Linked DNA regions of Mus musculus: all the other regions are linked to region 2. A link is a contact called in public promoter capture Hi-C data. All regions are on one chromosome and are shown on one strand. The core of a region is the stretch at or near the end of the contact, and the rest is flanking DNA. Distances in the headings are between cores, read along the strand shown.

Region 1 (3,222 bases), core at 52-2,551, 280 kb after region 2:
ACTTGTACAAACAAAAGACTATGTGAGCAGCCCACTGTGAAAAAACTACAGGATCCCGAGTGAACCATAGCTCTTAAAGTCATCTCTTACTCTTTTGACCCAGTATAAAAACTTGGGAGAAACGGTTCCGGACGAACTGTTTAAGGGCACTCGTGGAACACAGATCCCACAACTAGTGACAGTTTTAGACACAGTATGCAGTGGACAACGACGGGAGAAAACCATGGGATCGATCAGAGAGCACTGTAAGCATCCGGTCAGGTAGGCAGGACTATTTCTCTTTCCCAGAGAAACTCAAGCACCTCTGTCCCCTTACAGTCAATCCCTAGACACCCTTGTAGCCTCTAGCCAACTCATCTCCCACAAACTAATGGCATCATAATTCCCAATGGAATTGGATGAGTTATTCTTCTCCAGTACAGTGCAGGATCAGTAATTTCTTGTTTTGCAAAGCTAGAATCTTTTCCTTTAGGGGATCATTCTAGCTCTGCATGGGGGTGTTAGTCTGAGGATTCAGGTCACAGCAGTGATCATTAAGTATTCCTATTTAAAACGGCAGTCCATAAATCTCTGTTCCAATGAAAATGGGATTAACATCCCATGCATCAATCTCTCTCGCAAAACTCTCCGTCCTTGGAAACTAGTAACTCTATGAACTTCTATCAATACAAACTAAAAGTATTAGGCCGGCTATAAAGTACAGGAGGGGCCAGATCTCCACTTGGTCTAGGTGTCCTGAGAAAACTGACAAGCGCGGGGAAGGCGTGGGTCCATAGCCAATCTGAGATGTATGAGTCCACCACCACCACTTCCAGGTACAGGTTACGAGCAGACCCGCCTGTCCGAGCAATCCTGGATTTTCATATTCCCAATTCCTTTCTTACCAATACAGCCTCTATAAGAGACCCAGGCAGCTACTCTGAGCTCACAAGAGCGTTCACTTCCAGCACCAACCGCATGCCCTCTCCCCGGCCCCAGCAGGCTTCCAGACGCTGTGGCCCAGCCTAGGTCAGCAGGGCTCCACCAAGTCTGTTCTTCCCGCCTCCGGGCCACCCCTCCTCCGCCGCCTCCGGGCCGGACCCGCCCTCGGTCCCTCCGACCTGCAGCGGTACGCGACACCCTGGACCAACCTCCATGTCAGCGATGCAAGCCGAGCGCGGAGCAGGACCAGAGAATCGCCCAACTTTGAGAGAAAATGCACTAGTGCAGTCGCAATGCGGAAGTGCCGTTTCCACAATGGCTCCTTGTGAAGCGATCCAACGGAAGACTACACTTCCCACAAGTCTGTGCGACGAGGCGCCAGGAAAACAGGCTGGTGACGTGTGTGTTTCCTGTGTTTCTTCACCTCTGCAGGTGAGGATGGATGGGAACGCGAGCATTTTTTGCACTGGGACAGCCATAGGGAGTCGGGCTGCTTTTAAAATCCCGGGTTCACTACCGGAGATGTTTGAATGTGAGTCGAGCCTTTGACTCTAATGTTTGCTGATTATTTCTGGTCAATCTGTACTGATTTAAAACTCAAAGTCTACTTATTATGAGGTTTATTCCATATGTAAAATTCACGTTGACTCAATTTAACTTTAAAATAAATCAGCAAAAAATTGTATGGAAATGACCACTTTCTGTTAAGATGATTTTACAATCAGCCTATTTGTCACTCCGTGTCTTCGCAGATGCTCAGGAGCTTAAGACAGAAGGATGCCAAATCCAAGGATAACCTGGGCAAAAGGTACAAACTACAAAAAAGGGTTACTGAGCATCTTAGGGGTAAAGTCCCTGCTTGCCTGGGATGAAGAAGGCTTTAGTTATAAATACACCACTACAATAGACAATCTCGTCCTGTAGTTAAATAAAATAACCAGTTTGCCACAGCTGGAAAAAAAGTCTTAGTGTGAACATTGGAATCCATACAGTGTAGTGCACAGGTCAAGGTGCACAGATATGATTTAAAATTATAGAACAAAATTAAAAGCCCAGCTCTCTAGAATTCACTTGTAAAGAACTCAGAGAATCTAACTGGGAACATAGAAATAATGAATGAATGAATAAAGATAGATTGGCACCATTGGGACCTCCTATCTCCTCGTAAATATCTAGTGCTGTACTGGTCATGCCAAAGACCAAAGAACAAACCTTTTTAGAAAGAAGAGTCTGGACTCGTGACGGACAGTGGTTCACAAGGAAGCTAAATCTCAGCTGAGAAGGAAAGTCTTTTTTTTTTTTTTTTTTTTTTAATAAGAAACTTGTGTCCTGCCGGGCAGTGGTGGCGCATGCCTTTTATCCCAGCACTTGGGAGGCAAAGGCAGACAGATTTCTGAGTTGGAGGCCAGCCTGGTCTACACAGTGAGTTCCAGGACAGCCAGGGCTATACAGAGAAACCCTGTCTCGAAAAACCAAAAAAAAAAAAAAAAAAAAAAAAAAAAAAAAAAAAAAAAAGAAAGAAAGAAAGAAAGAAAGAAAGAAAGAAAGAAAGAAACTTACTTGTGTCCTTTTTTATTCTTCCCTGAAATGTTTAAGAAGGAGTTTTAATAACTGGTTGGGGAGGGTGGTTGGAGAGATGGCTCAGCGGTTAAGAGCACTGACTGATCTTCCAGAGGTCCTGAGGTCAATTCCAGCAATCACGTGGTAGCTTACAACTATCTGTGGATCCCAATCCAGTGCCCTCTTCTGGTGTGTCTGAAGACAGCTATGGTGTACTCATATAGAAAAAAATAAAAATAACTATTAGGTGACACAAATGCCAATATTTCTATAGATAAGAATGAATAATACAGTCTCTGCAAATATGAATTCAATTTGGAGAGAAGAGTGTGATTAAGAAGTCTCAGGGTTTACAAATATTTGGGCCTTAGTGATGAAAGCACACAGTCAGGTACAGGGTATTTGGTCCTTTTTGCTTTCATTTTAGAAGGACATAACTTCTAAAAACAACACCCATCTCCTTCACACAAATGACCACTTTCTGAGAGAATCATTTATCCAGAATACATGCAGCAGACAGTCTCACTTTGCAATATTCTCATGTTTACATAGAATTAGTAAACATACCACCCAGGATGTAAGTCACATTTTATGTAAGTTTGAACTGGAAATTTTGCCATAGAAAAATATTTAAAAATTCAACAGATGTATGTCTTAGTCAGAGTATGTATTCCTGCTCAAAACATCATGACCATGAAGCAAGTTGGAGTTGAGGGTTGGCACCATAAAGAGAGCCTATGA
Region 2 (3,218 bases), core at 552-3,051:
TGATATTGGTACAGAAACAGAGAGGTTGATGAACTGAATCAAATACAAGATCCTGAAATAAACCCATACACCTATGAACATTGATTTTTTTTTTTTACTAAGAAGACAAAAACCATCCAATGGAAAAAGAAAGCATCTTTAACAAATGGTAGCTGTCTAACTGGATGTCTGCATCTAGAAAATGTAAATAGATCCAATTTATTATCCTGCAAAAACTCAAGTCCACATGGATCAAAGACCTCAACATAAAACCAGATACACTAAGTCTAATACAAGAGGAAGTATAAAGTAGCCTTGAACACACTGGTACAGGAGACAACCTCCTGAACAGAACACCAAATAGCTCAGGCACTAAGATCAGTAACTAATAAATGGGGCCTCATGAAACTGAAAAGCTTCTGCAAGGCAAAGGTCGCTGTCAATAGGAAAAAATTGGTAGCCTACAGAAGGGGAAAAGATCTTCATCAACCCTATGCCTCATGGGGGTGGGGGGGGTGACACCCAAAAAATATAATGAACTCAAAAAGGTAGACACCAACAACCCAAATAGCCAATTTAAAAATGGGTTAAAGAGCTAAGCAGAGAATTCCTCAATAGAGGAATCTTTAATGGCCAAGAAAGACCTTTAAAAGGTCCAACATTCTTAGCCTTCAGGAAAATGCAAACCAAGGTGACTGAGATTCTACTTTACACCCAGCAGAATGGCCAAAATCAAAAACGCAAGCCACAGCACATGCTGGCAAGGATGTGAATCAGGGAGAACACGCCTCCATTGCTGGAGGGAGTGTCAAGTTGCACAACCACTATAGAAATCAATTTGGCAGCTCCTCAGATAATTGGGTATAGTTCTACCTCAAGACCCAGCTATACCACGGTCATATACCCAAAAGATGTTCCACCAAACTACAAGGCACCTTACTCAACTACATTCAGAGCAACTTCATTCATGATATCCAGAATCTGGAAACAATACAGATATCCCTCGATGAACAAATGGATAAAGAAAATGTGGTTCACTTACACAGTGAAATACTGCTCAGCTATTGAAAATAAGGATATCAAGAATTTTTCAGGCAAATGGATGGAACTAGAAAACATCATACTGTAGGCTTAGAAATTTCAAGACTTACTTAATTAGAGTTCTTGAACGCTTCAACTTTCCCTCTAGCCCACGTACCAGAGGTAAGGGGAAAGAAAGGTTAATTATTTGGATTGTGCAAACACGGGTTCATACCAATTCCAAGATTATTCTGTGGCTATACAGCCATGTATTGTGATGATTCAGGTCACAGCGGTGTCTATTAGAAATTCCTATTCAAACGGAGGCGTCCATAAATCTAACAATTCATTCCAAGGGAATAGGAACTAACATTCCACACAACAGTTGCCCTCACAAGACTTTCTGTTCCAGCACACTAGGAAATTTAGGAAGTTCTGTAAATCCCGAGAATCTGACTATAGCCATGTGATCACGGGTCAGCTAGGCAGAGCATGTTCTTCAGCAAAGTTGAGTGCGCTCCCTTCAGCATCTCAGGCACAGGCAGTCAGCAGAACCAGATTGCCCTGGCCATCCTGTTGTTTTCCAACCTTCTCCTCTTCAATCTTGTTCCCGGGGGCAGTGGCCCATCCTAGGTCAGCACAGCATCTCCAGGTCAGCAGCTTCCCCTGTCTCCCAACCAGCCTGAGTCAGCTCCCTCCGCGCCCGACCCGCCACCCTGCACAGTCCCTCTGGATCTGCAGGACGGCGTTGCTCCCTGCACCAACCTCCATGTCAGAGATCCAAGCCCAGTTCTGAGCAGGACAGTCCCCTAACTTTGGGGGAGAAGCGAGGTTTAAGAACGAACCCGGAAGTTCAATACTGACAGCCCCTTCTGGTGATGTCATAATTGTTGGGACTACATTTCCCACAAGTCAGTGCAAAGGACTTCCAGGAACACTCCAAATGGGTTTTGTGCACTGCCTGGGTACCTGCCCTACTGTGAGCAAGTGGAATTAGAAAGAAACAGTCTTCTGCACATGGGCAGCCACAGGGCATTCGGGCTTTTTTGAAGTGCTGTGGTCTCAGCATGCGATGTTAGCCTGTGAGTCGAGCCTTTCTCAGTAATGTTAATCATGCTAGTTATTTCTGCTAAAACGTGATTTTAAAGCTCAAACCTACTTATGAAATCATACTAACACATGGGAAATCATGCTTTCATGGTCTGCTTTACTTAAAAATAAGGAAGCAGGACGGTAATGTAGGACTGTGCATTTCTTTAATGAAACCACGCTTGGTGATCCCGCCTGACATGCAGCATCTCAGGTGCTTAAAACAGAAGAACAGGAAATCAGGCTGGTGAGATGGCTCAGTGGGTAAGAGCACCCGACTGCTCTTCCAAAGGTCTGGAGTTCAAATCCCAGCAACCACATGGTGGCTCACAACCATCTGTAATGAGATCTGACGCCCTCTTCTGGAGTGTCTGAAGACAGCTACAGTGTACTTACATATAATAAATAAATAATAATTAAAAAAAAAAAAAGAAGAAGAACAGGAAATCAAAACTAGTCACCACCGGGTGTTCTCTGAGCACAGGCTTTCCTCCTCCCCATCTCCCAGCAGGAGGTGCAGAGCTCCTGGGATCACACTGGTGAGTCTACTGACTCTTGGTACACTGTGCACTATAGGATTTCCCTTGTTCCCTTTGATGTTCCTTATAGAATTTCCTCTCTCCTGATCACGCCATGATTCATGTTTCAGACGATTTAAATATTTGTTATCTGTCTTGAACTTCCCTCACTTCTAAGCAGAACACTGAGATGATTCCTCCTTGAATACAAAGGTGTTAGAAATATGTCCCTACGATTGTCAAGTGAGCTCAGTGTAGTAAAGAAGCTGCATTGGGACCATGGAGTACTGAGAATGCCCATCTCTTCTTAGGAAGATTTATTGCTGGGCAGTTTGTGTTTGAGACAAAGGTACACACCCATTATAAGGAAGGCTTCATGCTTCCACGATGTATACAGATTGATGAGGAAGCTGTTTCAGTGCAGAGACTATGGGAAGTTCCTATTCAATTCTTGTATTCCAGGCAGTGTGCTAAGCCAGGGATACAGCTCCTCTTAGAGAAACTAGAGTCATCAAGCAGTATTAAACAATACCCCTAATACATTCACCTGGACACTTGATTGGCATGTCTGTTTAGAATGAACTCATGACTAGTCTGTACTCCTGAAGGCTG
Region 3 (3,495 bases), core at 743-3,242, 410 kb after region 2:
CAAGATCCAACAGAAAGCACAAGGAACCACTGAATTCATATGAATCAGTAGAAGCAGCCAAAATCCCACAGAAGTTCTTTGGTGCATTTCTCTCTATGTAGTGAAGACCAGCAGAGCTTTGCAGGTCCTATCAATGCAGAAGCATCCTCTCATTGTCTGTGGGGTGCTATTTATCTTCTTTCTAAATATCACCCACGTTCTCAAGCATCTGCTCTCAGCAAAACATCACATGCCCTCTGACGAGACAGCTTCCAGCAAAACATTACGTGACACAACTGAATTTAAAGAAACTAGAAACTTGCACTTCATCTTCCTGAGTGACTTAGCCCAGAACCAAAAGGATATGCATAATATATACTCACTTATAAGTGGATATTAGCTACGAAGATATCCATGATACAATCAACAGACCCAGACACACTAAATAAAAAGGAGGGCCCAATGGAGGATGCTTGATTCTCACTCTTCCTGAGTGTACAATCATGAAACTGATTCCATGTTAGAGTATGGAATTTGGTTTAAACTAAATCTATGTCCTCAGATCATGGCTACTCAAATTGCTCTGTACTAAACTATTCTCTTAACCTTTCAAGAGGAGAACTGTGCATTTTTGAATGATCATAAACATACTATGTGTAAACCATAAGACCGAAAGTATTTTTCTTTCTTTCTTTCTTTCTTTCTTTCTTTCTTTCTTTCTTTCTTTCTTTCTTTCTTTTCTTTCTTTGAGCATTCTTTTGCTGACACACCAGAAGAGAACATCAGATCCAATTATAGATAGTCGGGAGCCACCAAGTGGTTGCTGGGAATTAAACTCAGGACCTTTGGAAGAACAGCCAGATATCTTAACCACTGAGCCATCTCTCCAGTTCTATCTTACAGCTTTTCAAATACAGTTGAAAAACTTGGGAGAATTTTTTCTAAAACTATTAAGAAGGGTGTGTCAGTAAACATGAATGTCACATTAAGGGATAAAGGAAAATTTAAGAGAGTTCAGACAATGCTGATAACATGAACACAAAGAAGAAAAGCAAGTGAAGAGACAACAATGTACAGACTCTGGCAGATTAGAGAGCAATGTACAGATCCTTGCAGATTAGAGTGCAATGTACAGAGCCTGGAAGATGAGCAGAGCCATTTCCCCCTTCCCTTTCAGACTTTCTAGCCCCCCCTGCCATTTCTCATCACACCAAGTCAAGTCTCTCACATCTGAAAAGGAGTCAAAATTTTGGACACAACACATACTCAGAATTGTTGAGGTATTATTGTCTAGTGATTTTTAATCTTTAGTGTAAAATCCTATTTATTTGGATTGTGCAAACACTGGTTCATACCAACTACAAGATTATTTTGTGGTTTTATATCCATGTATTGTCGCATTCAGGTCACAAAGGTGTCTATTAGAAAATCTTATTTGAATCAGGGCATCCGTGAGTCTAACAATTCGTTCCAAAGGAACAGGAACTAACATCCCACACAACAGTTTGCCCTCCCTCACAGGATTCTTGCTCCTTGGACACTAGGAACTTTAGGAAGCTGTTTGAGCACAAACCAGGAGTGGTGTCCAAGACATAACGTATAGAGGGTGCTACATGTCAAGTGCTCTGTATGTCCTGAGAATCTGACTACAGTCACGTGAGAACGGGCCAGCTAGGTAATGATGAGTGCGCTCTTGTCAGCATCTCAGGAACAGGCAGGCAGCTGACCCAGCCTGCCCTTGCCATCCTGTTGTTTTCAGTCTTTTCCCCTTCAAACCCGTGCCCAGGCGCAGCGGCCCAGCCTAGGTCAGCACAGCATCTCCAGGTCAGCAGCTTCTTGCCTCTCAATAAGCCCGAGCCAGCTCCCTCCGTGCCCTACCTGCCACCCTGCACAGCCCCTCAGACCTGAAAGATGGCGCTGCTCCCTGCACCAACCTCCATGTCAGAAATCCAGATGTAGTGCTGAGGACAACTGCATACATTTGAGGAGTGAAGTTTGAAGAAAGACTAAGGAAGCTCGATTCCGAGGGCCCTTTCTGATGACCTCACAAGGGACGGGACTACACTTCCCACAAGTCAGTTGGAAGGACTTACAGGGACCCACAGAAGAGGTCTTGTGCATTGCCTGCCTTGCAGCCCAGCTCTGGGCAGCTGAAGTTAGAAAAAAACAGGCTGCAGCATGTGGGCAGCCACAGGGAAATTGGGCTTTAAAAAAAGTCTTTGGTCACAGCACGCGATGTTAGCCTGTGAGCTGAGTTTCACAGTAATGTTTATCGCATTTCCTTGTTATCTCTTCTAAAACATTGTGAGTTTAAAGCTCGGATCTTTTTTGTTGTTATTGTTGTTTTTGGTTTTTTAAAAAGCACATCTCTACTTATTAGCATCTTACTACGGAGTGGAAAATTAATGCTTTCATGGTTTACTTAAAATATGAAAAAGGAAGATAATGTAAGAGTGGGCATTATCTCTTTAAGATGTTATCGAAACCATCCCAGGTACTTAAGACAGAATTAGAAATCAAAGTGAGTCACCACCAAGTATTTTCTGAGCACTTGCTTTCCTCCTCTGAATCTCTCCCAAGAGGAGGGGCACAGCTCCTAGGATCACAATGGTGTGTGTACTGGCTCTTCAATTTCCCTCTGTGTTTGGTTTGATGTTCTTTATTGATTTTCCTGTCTCCACTGATCCTGTCATCATTCACATTTGATAATACTTGAACATTACTGGTAGCTGCCTTGTACTTCCCTCACTTCTCCTAAGCAGAACACTGAGATCGTTCCTCCTGGAATATAAAGGTATCAGAAATATGTTCATATCACTGTAAAACGAGGTCGATGTATTAAAGAAGTTAGACTGGAAACTTGGAGTATTGAGAATTCCCATCTTTTCGTGGGAAGGTTTATTCCTGTGTAGTTCATGCTTGAGTTAAAGCTACAAATGGCATTACAGAAAAGATTTCATACTTCCCTGAGGCACAATAATTCAAAAGCAAGCTGTTTCAGAGCAGAGACTGTGCGAAATCCCTAAGTAATAAAAGGATTGTCTCTGAATCCTTTGGGTGAGAGCAAGGATTTAAGGTAAACTTCCTTTAAGAAGCATTAGTTAATAAAATACTTTCCACTTAGGAAACAATATACACTGAAAGATTAAAACTCTTGGCTTCAAGTATAGAAGCAGAAACAATAAAAATTTTTCTTACATAAGGTAAAGTTACATTAGCCATACCTAGAGGCAAAATTTTCTAGTGATTACAGTTCACCTGAAGCAAAACTCTTTGAATTTAAGCATTATTTTAAACATCTGAATAGATCTGCAACACTGTTAAAAAGAAATTTTCTTGGACACAGGGAAAAACTTTCTCAGGCACTGTTTGCAAAACACAAGAAGGCCACAAGCCGCTCTGGGGCTGCCCAGAGCCCTGCATTGACTCAAAGGTAAAATACTTTTTTTAATCTGAGCATCTTGGCCCTCCTGTAATAAGGACCAATTCTAGAGGAACAATGTAACCGTCTACGCC

Evidence for each region. Capture Hi-C pulls out chosen DNA fragments and counts their contacts.
Region 1: a contact with region 2 is called in a promoter capture Hi-C map of liver. The contact joins the promoter of 9430065F17Rik here to the promoter of Zfp458 in region 2. A contact is called at or near these places in 1 of 39 promoter capture datasets (erythroid cells), 2 of 484 Hi-C or Micro-C datasets (CD4 T cells and CD8 T cells), 1 of 115 datasets of contacts at active chromatin or transcription factors (bone marrow-derived macrophages) and 3 of 9 other capture datasets (adipose tissue, liver and pancreatic islet).
Region 3: a promoter capture Hi-C map of adipose tissue shows a contact between it and region 2. The contact joins the promoter of Zfp738 here to the promoter of Zfp458 in region 2. A contact is called at or near these places in 1 of 115 datasets of contacts at active chromatin or transcription factors (bone marrow-derived macrophages) and 3 of 9 other capture datasets (adipose tissue, liver and macrophages).

What each region holds. Positions count from the first base shown.
Region 1 is chr13:67,551,901-67,555,122 of GRCm38.p6, forward strand. 9430065F17Rik (RIKEN cDNA 9430065F17 gene) reads left to right here and starts at 1,302. Exons shown (of 5, transcript NR_131100.1): 1 at 1,302-1,353; 2 at 1,674-1,729. It overlaps Zfp748 (zinc finger protein 748), which reads right to left and starts at 1,252. Exons shown (of 4, transcript NM_001035231.3): 1 at 1,131-1,252. The coding sequence starts at 1,136.
Region 2 is chr13:67,267,267-67,270,484 of GRCm38.p6, forward strand. Zfp458 (zinc finger protein 458) reads right to left here and starts at 1,802. Exons shown (of 4, transcript NM_001001152.2): 1 at 1,765-1,802. The coding sequence starts at 1,770.
Region 3 is chr13:67,681,520-67,685,014 of GRCm38.p6, forward strand. It overlaps Zfp738 (zinc finger protein 738), which reads right to left and starts at 1,993. Exons shown (of 4, transcript NM_001001187.3): 1 at 1,884-1,993. The coding sequence starts at 1,919.